2 separate regions of the Sus scrofa genome follow, and region 2 is linked to region 1. The links are chromatin contacts, called in public HiChIP or PLAC-seq maps. All regions are on one chromosome and are shown on one strand. The core of a region is the stretch at or near the end of the contact, and the rest is flanking DNA. Distances in the headings are between cores, read along the strand shown.

Region 1 (4,482 bases), core at 1,142-3,641:
TTTTTGCCCAGTTAGAAATCCTAAATCAAGACCACGGTCTAGAATAAATCTTACCCCTTGTATCCAGCATTTTGATTATTATTACATTAAGACTATGTCTTTCTTTTTTCTTTTTCTTTTTCTTTTTCTTTTTTTGGTCTTTTTAGTGCCACATCCACAGCATATGGAGGTTCCCAAGCTAGGGGTCAAATAGGAGCAGTAGCCACAGGCCTTCACCACAGCCACAGCAACGTGGGATTCAAGCCCCGTCTGCCACCTACACCACAGCTCAGGGCAACACCAGATCCTTAACCCACTGAGTGAAACTAGGGATTGAACCTGCGTCCTCATGGATACCAGTTGGGTTCATTTCCGCTGAGCCACGATGGGAATTCCAAGATTATGTATTTCTGCTCTCAGAATTTGCCCTCTTTTTTTTTTTTTTGCATTTTTTTAAAGTTTTAATGAGGTAGAGGTGATTTACAATGTTGTAATCTTTTCTGCTCTACCACAAAGCGATTCAGTTACACAGACACACATCCATTCTCTTTCAGATTCTTTTCCCATGTAGATGGTCACAGAATATTGGGTACAGTTCCCTATGCTGTACAGCAGGTCGCGTTGGCCAAATATTCCATAAACCCACAGGCATATGCGCTGGCCGCTTTCTTAAATATGAGGTGGTATTTCCACTCTCAGCTGCCCTTGCTCTATAGTTGAAAAACGCTAGATTCAATTTCTCACTTCCTTGCTACTTTTTTATTTTATTTTATTTTATTTTATTTTATTTTATTTTATTTATTTTATTCTGTTGTCTTTTGTTTTACTAGGGCCACACCTGCAGCATATGGAGGTTCCCAGGCTACGGGTCTAATTGGAGCTGTAGCTGCCATCCTGTGGCCTTCAGCAATGCCAGATCCAAGCCACATCTGCAACCTATACCACAGCTCACAGAAATGCCAGATCCTTAACCCACTGGGCAAAGCCAGGGATCGAACCCTCAACCTCACGGTTCCTAGCCAGGTTCATTTCCGCTGTGCCACGACGGGAACGCCTCCTTGCTACTTCTTAGGCAGGAAGCGTTCCCAGGACTCAAACAAGGCGGCAGCCCTCCCTCCCTTTCTGCCTGCTCCAGGTGCATCATCCCCACTTTCCTCCCTCCGTTTGGTCCTGTTCTGTGCTCACGACCTGGGCCTCAGACAAAGCTCCCTCTCCCAATGGATCCTCTATGCAGTGTCCCCAGCCACCAGCCTGCTGCTCAGGGAACAGCCTCTTCTTCACCCTCTGCTATTGTATTGTATTTCTTTTTGTTTTCCCACCACAACCAGAATTCTCTATTTTTTTTTTTTTAATTTCGATTTTTAGAGCCACACTCACAGCATATGGAAGTTCCCAGGCTCGGGGTTCAATCGGAGCTGCAACTGCAGGTCTACGCCACAGCAACTCGGGATCTGAGCCCCATCTGCAACCTACACCACAGCTCAGGGCAACGCCAGATCCTTAACCCACTGAGCAAAGCCAGGGATCAAGCCCATATCCAGTATACTGGTCGAGTTCATTTTTGCTGAGCCACAACGGGAACTCCAAGAATTCTACATTCTTTATCTTCCTCCCTCCCCTCCAAAGCCCCTTCTTCCTGCCCTCTCTCCCTGCTCACAGCCTCTGGAGCCCCTCGGGTTCAGGGTGATGGGACCTGCTCCCGTGTTTTCCATCAGGACTTTTCATCCCAGAGCGTGAAGAGGGCACGGCTGCTGCTGATAACAAGCCATGGGGACGTGCTTCCGTCTTCATCGCAAGGGTTACAAACAAAGTCCCCTCCACCAGGGACTCTGTCGTCCAGCTATCCACACCCAAGCCCTCTTGACGACATTGCCACCCAACTATGGTAACCTCACTCACTCACCCTCTGCAAAGTAGAGCCCTTCCTTTCTCACCCGGGAAGTTCCTTGCAACCAGGGACGGGGGTGTCTACACCACTCCCTCCTCTGGACTGTCGCTCCTCCTCCTCTTTCTCAAGACCTCCTTCCTCCTGATGCTCTTGCTCCCAGGTCCCCAACAAACCCAGGGGCCCAGGCGGTGATCCGTTGTCTATACTCTCAGACGTGCACTCCTGCTGCAAAACTTCCCTCTCCATTTCTAGGCTGCAGCGGATAACCACTGTATGTTCATGTTCATATCATCAGGCTTGGGGTCTCTGAGGTCTGCAGGAGGAACTGGCTGGCCAGATGGTCCCTGCCATCCAGAGCAAGAGCTAGTGAGAACTGCTTCCACAGGCTTTCGAGACTCTGCTTTCCCGCTGGAGCCTCCGGTCTCAGCCACACTCTGCCCAGGAAAGATGCTGCAGCGTCCACAGCCCCCCTCACCTCCTTTTGGTGATTGTCCCATATCCCTCAGGACTTGGCTGGCACAGAAAATAAAGAAGAACCAAAAACCTGAACCAAGAGTCATGACTCATCATTGTGGAGTCTCCAGTGTCATCCTAACATTAAAAGAAAAAAAAAAAAAAAAAGAGGAAAGATAACAGCACAGACGTTAAAAGATGGATTGAATTTGTTCCAGTTACAAGTGATCTTTATTGTTTCTGAGAGAGAATTGCTTTTCTTTTCTTTTTTCTTTTTGTTTTCTTCTTTTTACAGCAGCACCTGCAGCATATGGAGGTTCCCAGGTTAGGGGTCGAATCGGAGCTGCAGCTGCCGGCCTATAGCACAGACACAGCAACACCAGATCCAAACCACATCTATGACCTATGCTGCAGCTTGCGGCAATCAGATCCTTAACCCACTGAGCAAGGCCGGGGATCAAACCCTCACAGAGACAACATCAGGTCCTTAACCCACTAAGCCACAAAGGGAACTCCAAATTCCTTTTCTAATAAGCTCATGTTACAGTAAAAATTCCTGGGTTTTCTACCTCATCTAAATGTTTCTTGATATTGTGGTGAATTGCTAAGATGTAAATATGACCTCCCCAAAACAATATTATCCTGTGATAATACATGATTTTTGATAAACTCATTTTTTAGTAATACTACATATTAGACAACAAAAATTGAACCTGCAAAGTTTTTTAGTGCTTATCATTTAATAACAGTTTCCTTAATTTGGCAGCAATTATTAAGGCTTCAATAAAATGCTAAATCAGGAATTTAAAGATATTAGAATTGTACAAAATTTGAATGATTTCTACTTGGTACCGTAATTTTGGCAGTTATTTTATGTGTGCTTTTGTGGGACTTTGTCATTTTCTATTGTTAGATAACTGGAATTACCATTTTAGTGGGAAAATATTGTGAATAAAAACAGTATTTGAGAAGGACTTATCTTCAAGAGTCTGAATTCTAAATAGAAGGTGTAGAAAAATCTTACATTTAGCTAATATTTGTCTTAATAATCTCAGTATGGAAAATTGTGAATCAGGACTAGATTGAGTACTGGGAGAAAAAAACACAAAAGTGTTGAGGAATTTTGAATAATATTACAGAGCTTTAATCGGTTATTAATCAGAATAGATAGAAATAAGATAAAGATTATTTGAAACCGGAGTTCCCGTCATGGCTCAGTGGTTAATGAATCCGACTAGGAACCATGAGGTTGCAGGTTCAATCCCTGGCTTTGCTCAGTGGGTTAAGGATCTGGTGTTGCCATGAGCTGTGGTATAGGTTGGATCCTGAGTTGCTGTGGCTCTGGCGTAGGCCGGTGGCTACAGCTCTAGTTGGACCCCTAGCCTGGGAACCTCCACATGCCATATGTATGGCCCTGGAAAGACAAAAAGACAAAAAAAAAAAAACAAAAAAAAAACCAAAGATTACCTGAAACCAATATAATATTGTAAATCCACTATACCTTAATTAAAAAAAAAAATGCTGATTCCACACAGGCATCAACAGGTATTATTGCTGAGAAAGCCAAGGAAATACTTAGCAGGCTTAATAATGAAAGAGGTGGCATGCTTAAACAAACACTTCAGGAGTTCCCATTGTGGTGCAGCAGAAATGAATCCAACTAGGAACAGTGAGTACTTGGTTCGATCCCTGGCCTCACTCAGTGGGTTAAGGATCCAGCGTTGCCATGAGCTGTGGTGGAGGTCGCAGACACAGCTCGGATCTGGCATTGCTGTTGCTGTAGCATAGGCTGGCAGCAAAAGCTCCAATTTGACCCCTAGCCTGGAAACTTCCTTATGCCACAGGTACAGCCCCAAAAAGCAAAACAAGCAAACAAACACTTCAAGGTTAAGGAGGTTTGGGAGGGAAGGAATAACACATACCCACTACTGTAAAAAATAGATGATTAAGAACCTACTGTAGAGCACAGGAAAATCAATTCAATGTCTGTAATAACCGATATGAGAAAAAATAATGGATATATTTATCTGTATAAGATGCATTCCATTGTACACCTGAAACTAATACAACCCTGTAAGTCAACTACACGCCAAAAAAAAACTTTTTAAGCAAATAAATAAACTGAAATTCCTCTGTGGAAAAAAACACTGCAAACAAATGGA
Region 2 (4,482 bases), core at 713-3,212, 150 kb before region 1:
ATCTCTCTCTATTCAGAATGAAAAGCATTTTATTCTTGACAGCTGGTAGCTTAGCTGAGGGAGAAATAAAGTCTTCCTTGTGTGACAAGGAAGTAAAACAGAAAATAGACTGAAAACAGAAAATAGATTGACTTATAAAAGTCGAATTTCTTTTAGGAAAAAAAACCCAAACAAACCTAAAATACCAGTAATCTAGTGAGAGGATTCAGTATCGGAAAAGACTCGTTTCTCCATTAGTACACTCAGAAAAATTTAATGTTCTGAAAAATCAATGATCAACACTAGGATTAGGAAAAAGATGTGGGTAATCGTCTCTGCTCTAATAAGAAAAAGTTTTGGATTTCAGCCCAAAGTCTGCTTTACTAGGAAAAAAAAAAAAAAAGGACTGATCAAAATCTTGATTTTAGATATTCCTATGCATATATACAAGAGGCGTCAAAGGATTTAATTCTACCCTATGCTGCATTTCAAGGGTTCTCTAAGCACTAATTTAAATAAAATTGGTTGTCCCCCCTCTAACTGCATCTCCTTGTCTAGTGCCTTTGTCTAGCTACTCCCTGATAGAGTTCTGCCAGCTTTAACAGAACTTTCTAGTCACAGGATGTGGCTGCGTCAGTTTTTATCTCCATCTGGCAGAACCTAACCAACCTATGTGAGCTCTCAGCTCCCACTTTACAGCAAGTAAACTTTCCTTGTGTGCCCCCCCTCCCTCCATCTCCATGACAAGCATTTCTTGTAAAACCATCAGTCAGTAAACTTCCTCGGGGAACTTGTAGCAACGCCTGACAAAAAAAGTAGCCCTGTGAACGCAGAGCTGCACCAGTTGCTAAACAAGTTTCTGATCTCCCTTTGTAGCTCCTGTTCTTACCCTGCCTTGTATGAGGCTTTCACATCCTACCCGCATGTATCTGGATGCACTGGGGGAAAAATAGGGATGAAGAGGGAAAGAAAGGGAAGAAAAAACATCTTTCAATTTAAAAACTAAGGATAGTAGGTGTCTATTTCTTCCATGTGCAAGGAATGAAAAGACATCTGTGACCCTTCTTGCCATGAAACACTTAATGCTTGTTCCAGCAAATCTTATCAGAAACAACATTCACAGTTGAAATTGGTCTCAGAGAGGAACCTATGATGTGCAGCAGGTCCCTATTAATCTATGAAATAATAACTGAATTGTTGGTGTGCTTTGGAGGACAACGGATTAATACACGGATAATTGTTACATAAAAAAATGGAGTTCCCATCGTGGCACAGCAGAAACAAATCCAACTAGGAACCATGAGGTTGTGGGTTCGATCCCTGACCTCACTCAGTGGACTAAGGATCTGGCATGGCCGTGAGGTGTAGGTTGCAGATGCAGCTCTGATCTAGTGTGGCTGTGGCTGTGGCTGCGGCTGTGGCCACAGCTGTTGCTCTGATTGGACCTCTAGCCTGGGAACCTCCATATGCCGCAGGTGCAGCCCTAAAAAAAAAAAAAAAAAAGATACCCCTTACAGTCAGTAAATTTTTTTATATTGCTTTGTTACATCTTCTTAAACCTTTCCAATATTTACTAACTCAGGACTACAGTAAAAATCTCACCGGTGACTATTTCTGACCTTTTAAGTCAGAAATAGTCTGGTGGGTCCTTCCTGTTGAGCCAGCCAAGAGTTAACTTGGTCCTCTAGACTTGTACAATTAATGCTGCGGGAGGAGTCCTAAAGAAATGATTTCAGCTTAACCACTGGTTCTCGAGGAAGGTGGCAAGGGCTGGCAAAGTTTGCCCTTGTAGGGACATTTGGTTGTCCTGATGGTGGGGGAGGGGAGAAGGGGTTAGGGCTGCGGCTGCATCTAGCTTTCGAAGGCCAGGGAGGTGGGTGAACCATCCTGCCATGCAAGAGGCAGCCCAGCTATCCAGCCCCAAATACCAGGCATGCTCAAGAAGAGGAACTGGATCAGCAGTTCACTTCACTGAACAGGGAACTGAGGTTTGAAGACATCGAGGGATGACCCAGCCACACACATCAGAGTCTACATCTAGGCCAAAGGAATGGGAGGTAGCGTTTAGAGTCAGAACTTGTCCCTGAAGATTTAATCTGATACTCACCTCATTTTGCCAGGTAGACGCCTACGTACCTTGTGTGGACAGGAGGAATTCTGGACCAAGATCCCTCCTTGGGGGTATAAGACAGAACAAGTCCCTAGATGTTCTTGAGTTTCAGTTTTTTCATTTGTAAAATGGATGCATTAACATAGGTGATTTCTAGAGTCTTTTTATTCCTCTAGAATTGTCTTACTGTGCAACTAATAAAGATGCCCATTCATGTAGTCTCCCTCTTCCTTTTCTCTTTCTTTTTTAACTTTTTAGGAATCCCAACCCTCCAAGAAAGAGGAAATAGTGCTACTCATTAGAACACGAGAAAACCAAACAAAATAAAACAGCATTTTGACCAAAACTCGACTCTCAGTAAGCAGTGAAGAGCCTAAGAAAATTCAAGAGCACTATCTAAAAATAAAGCAACAGGAATAAAAGAGCCCCTCACCAGTCTCTGATTTTAAGAGGAAGATGAGGTCTCCTGGTCCTTTTCTATCCTGTGCACAGATTAACTTATTTCTATCATAAACATGCAAAGATAAAGACTATAAGAATAAGAGAAAAATCAGCCATGTAGGCAGCACGGTGTTCTTACAGATGTAAATGAATTTGTTGGGCAGATCCAATCCGTTGATACATTTCCTGAGGCAAAACAAGCTCCCAAGCTATTCATGGCTCTGTCATTCATTCTCAGTTGTTTCAAATAGCAGACAAGAAAAATTACCTCGTTTTTACATTTTAATTGTCATGCTCATGCATTTCGAGGGAGAGACCAAAGTTGCTTGCTATGTTGCTCTCTACTGAAAACTAAAGAGGTCCATAGATGATTCGCAATAATTGTAAAGTAGGACAAGAGCTGGAAAGAGAGAGTTCTCGTTTCACTAAAAACAAACCTGGTACCTATAACCTGGGTGCATAAATTTTAAATGCTATTTAAATTTTAAATACATTTCTATTATAACATAAGGGAAAGGCGCTGCAGATGCCAGGCTGCTGTTTCATTCCACTAGCTAATTTTTCTTTAATGGGAAGGAGAAAAGGCAACCATTTCTTTTTTTTTTTTTCTTTCCAGTCTTTCTTTTTTGCACAAAAAGAATTTTAATCTGACCCATGTGCTATCATTATTGTTAACCTCTGGACGTTTTAACAACATTTGGATGGACCTTCAATCAATTAACAGCATAAAGGAAAACATCTGTGGCCCTAATACTTTTTAGAGTGGCTCTTAACATTGTTTTTATAAGGAATTTAAAATGTATTTAATTAGAAAAAGCCACTGAAAATCCCACAATCCACTGTGTGTTAAAACAGTAGATATTAAAATCATGTCAATTTTACTAACAACCATGAGGCCTGTGTATCTGTACGAAAAGATTATTAGAAAAGTCAGCGGAAGGAAATATTTTCCTGTCATCAAATCCAGATGTTCAGCTCATAAAATTGAGGCCTAGAATGAAAGGCAAGTTATAGTATCTGACATCCTTAGGAAGTGTTACTTTTGAGAAAATTCATGGCCAAGGAGAGCCAAAAAGGACTTTTAAATGAAGGTACACTTTTCTTTTGTTTTAAAAGAATTACAGTAGTATCTTCTACATTAAATATGGAATGGAATAAAATGATGTTATCATTTTATATGAATATACGTTCAAATACATCGGAATTAAAATAAAAGGCACATGGATTTTTTTCAGAAATGTTATATAAATACTTTGATTGAAAATATAACAAAGGCTACTCTTTGAGCAAAAAAAAAAAAATAGATCTATGATAAGCATTTTCTTTCATAAACTGACAAAACAGACACCAAAGAGTCCATTTAACCAGGGTTTGGTGGTTGCATTGATTTTTTTTTTTCTTTTCTTTAGTCCAATTCACTTTAGAAAATATAGATGTTCATAGAATAGTTTAATTATAAAATCAGAGTTCATGTTGACAGTGGCTGAGCATTCTCTCTTGCTGTATTTTTGATTTATAGATTCATATGCAAACACCTCTTGTTTCTGAAGTCAAGACCTCAACTTTTACGCCACTTCTTAAAGTGAAAAACCAAAAAAGAAGCTAATGATGACAGTAATAACAGAACTGGGTACTCTTTTATAGCTTTCCAAAAGCTTAAATAAAGGAAGTATCCCTTATATGATTTCATGTTATTACACTTTGTAAAGTGCCTTCTCATTCCTTTTCTGTAACCACCCCCTACTTGGAGATGTGACTATTAAAATTTAGTTTAAGAGAAGGCATTCTTTAAGGATGGCAAAAGAGTCATTTTGGATTCTTTGAGCATAAGGCATTTGTGTGTGTGTGTGTGATTTGAAAATTGACTAATTAAGGTAGATGGGGAAAATAGGTATAGTTAAATGGATGTTTGTAGAAAGCATCTTTAGTGTTATAATGCTCCTGAAAAATAG

Evidence for each region. HiChIP or PLAC-seq counts read pairs in DNA pulled down with a chosen protein or histone mark.
Region 2: a contact with region 1 is called in an H3K27ac HiChIP or PLAC-seq map of alveolar macrophages. The contact joins two enhancer-like sites.

What each region holds. Positions count from the first base shown.
Region 1 is chr10:21,349,145-21,353,626 of Sscrofa11.1, reverse strand. No RefSeq gene overlaps it. Among named protein-coding and RNA genes, the nearest start is that of ATP6V1G3, 43 kb to the left of the region's middle. Within about 2 kb of position 2,391, at least 2 of the 83 cell types and tissues checked have an H3K27ac peak or open chromatin away from gene starts, as enhancers often do. A contact at or near this core is called in alveolar macrophages, where this site is marked.
Region 2 is chr10:21,497,076-21,501,557 of Sscrofa11.1, reverse strand. All of the region lies in intron 2 of PTPRC (receptor-type tyrosine-protein phosphatase C), which reads right to left. Among named protein-coding and RNA genes, the nearest start is that of PTPRC, 16 kb to the right of the region's middle. Within about 2 kb of position 1,962, at least 14 of the 83 cell types and tissues checked have an H3K27ac peak or open chromatin away from gene starts, as enhancers often do. A contact at or near this core is called in alveolar macrophages, where this site is marked.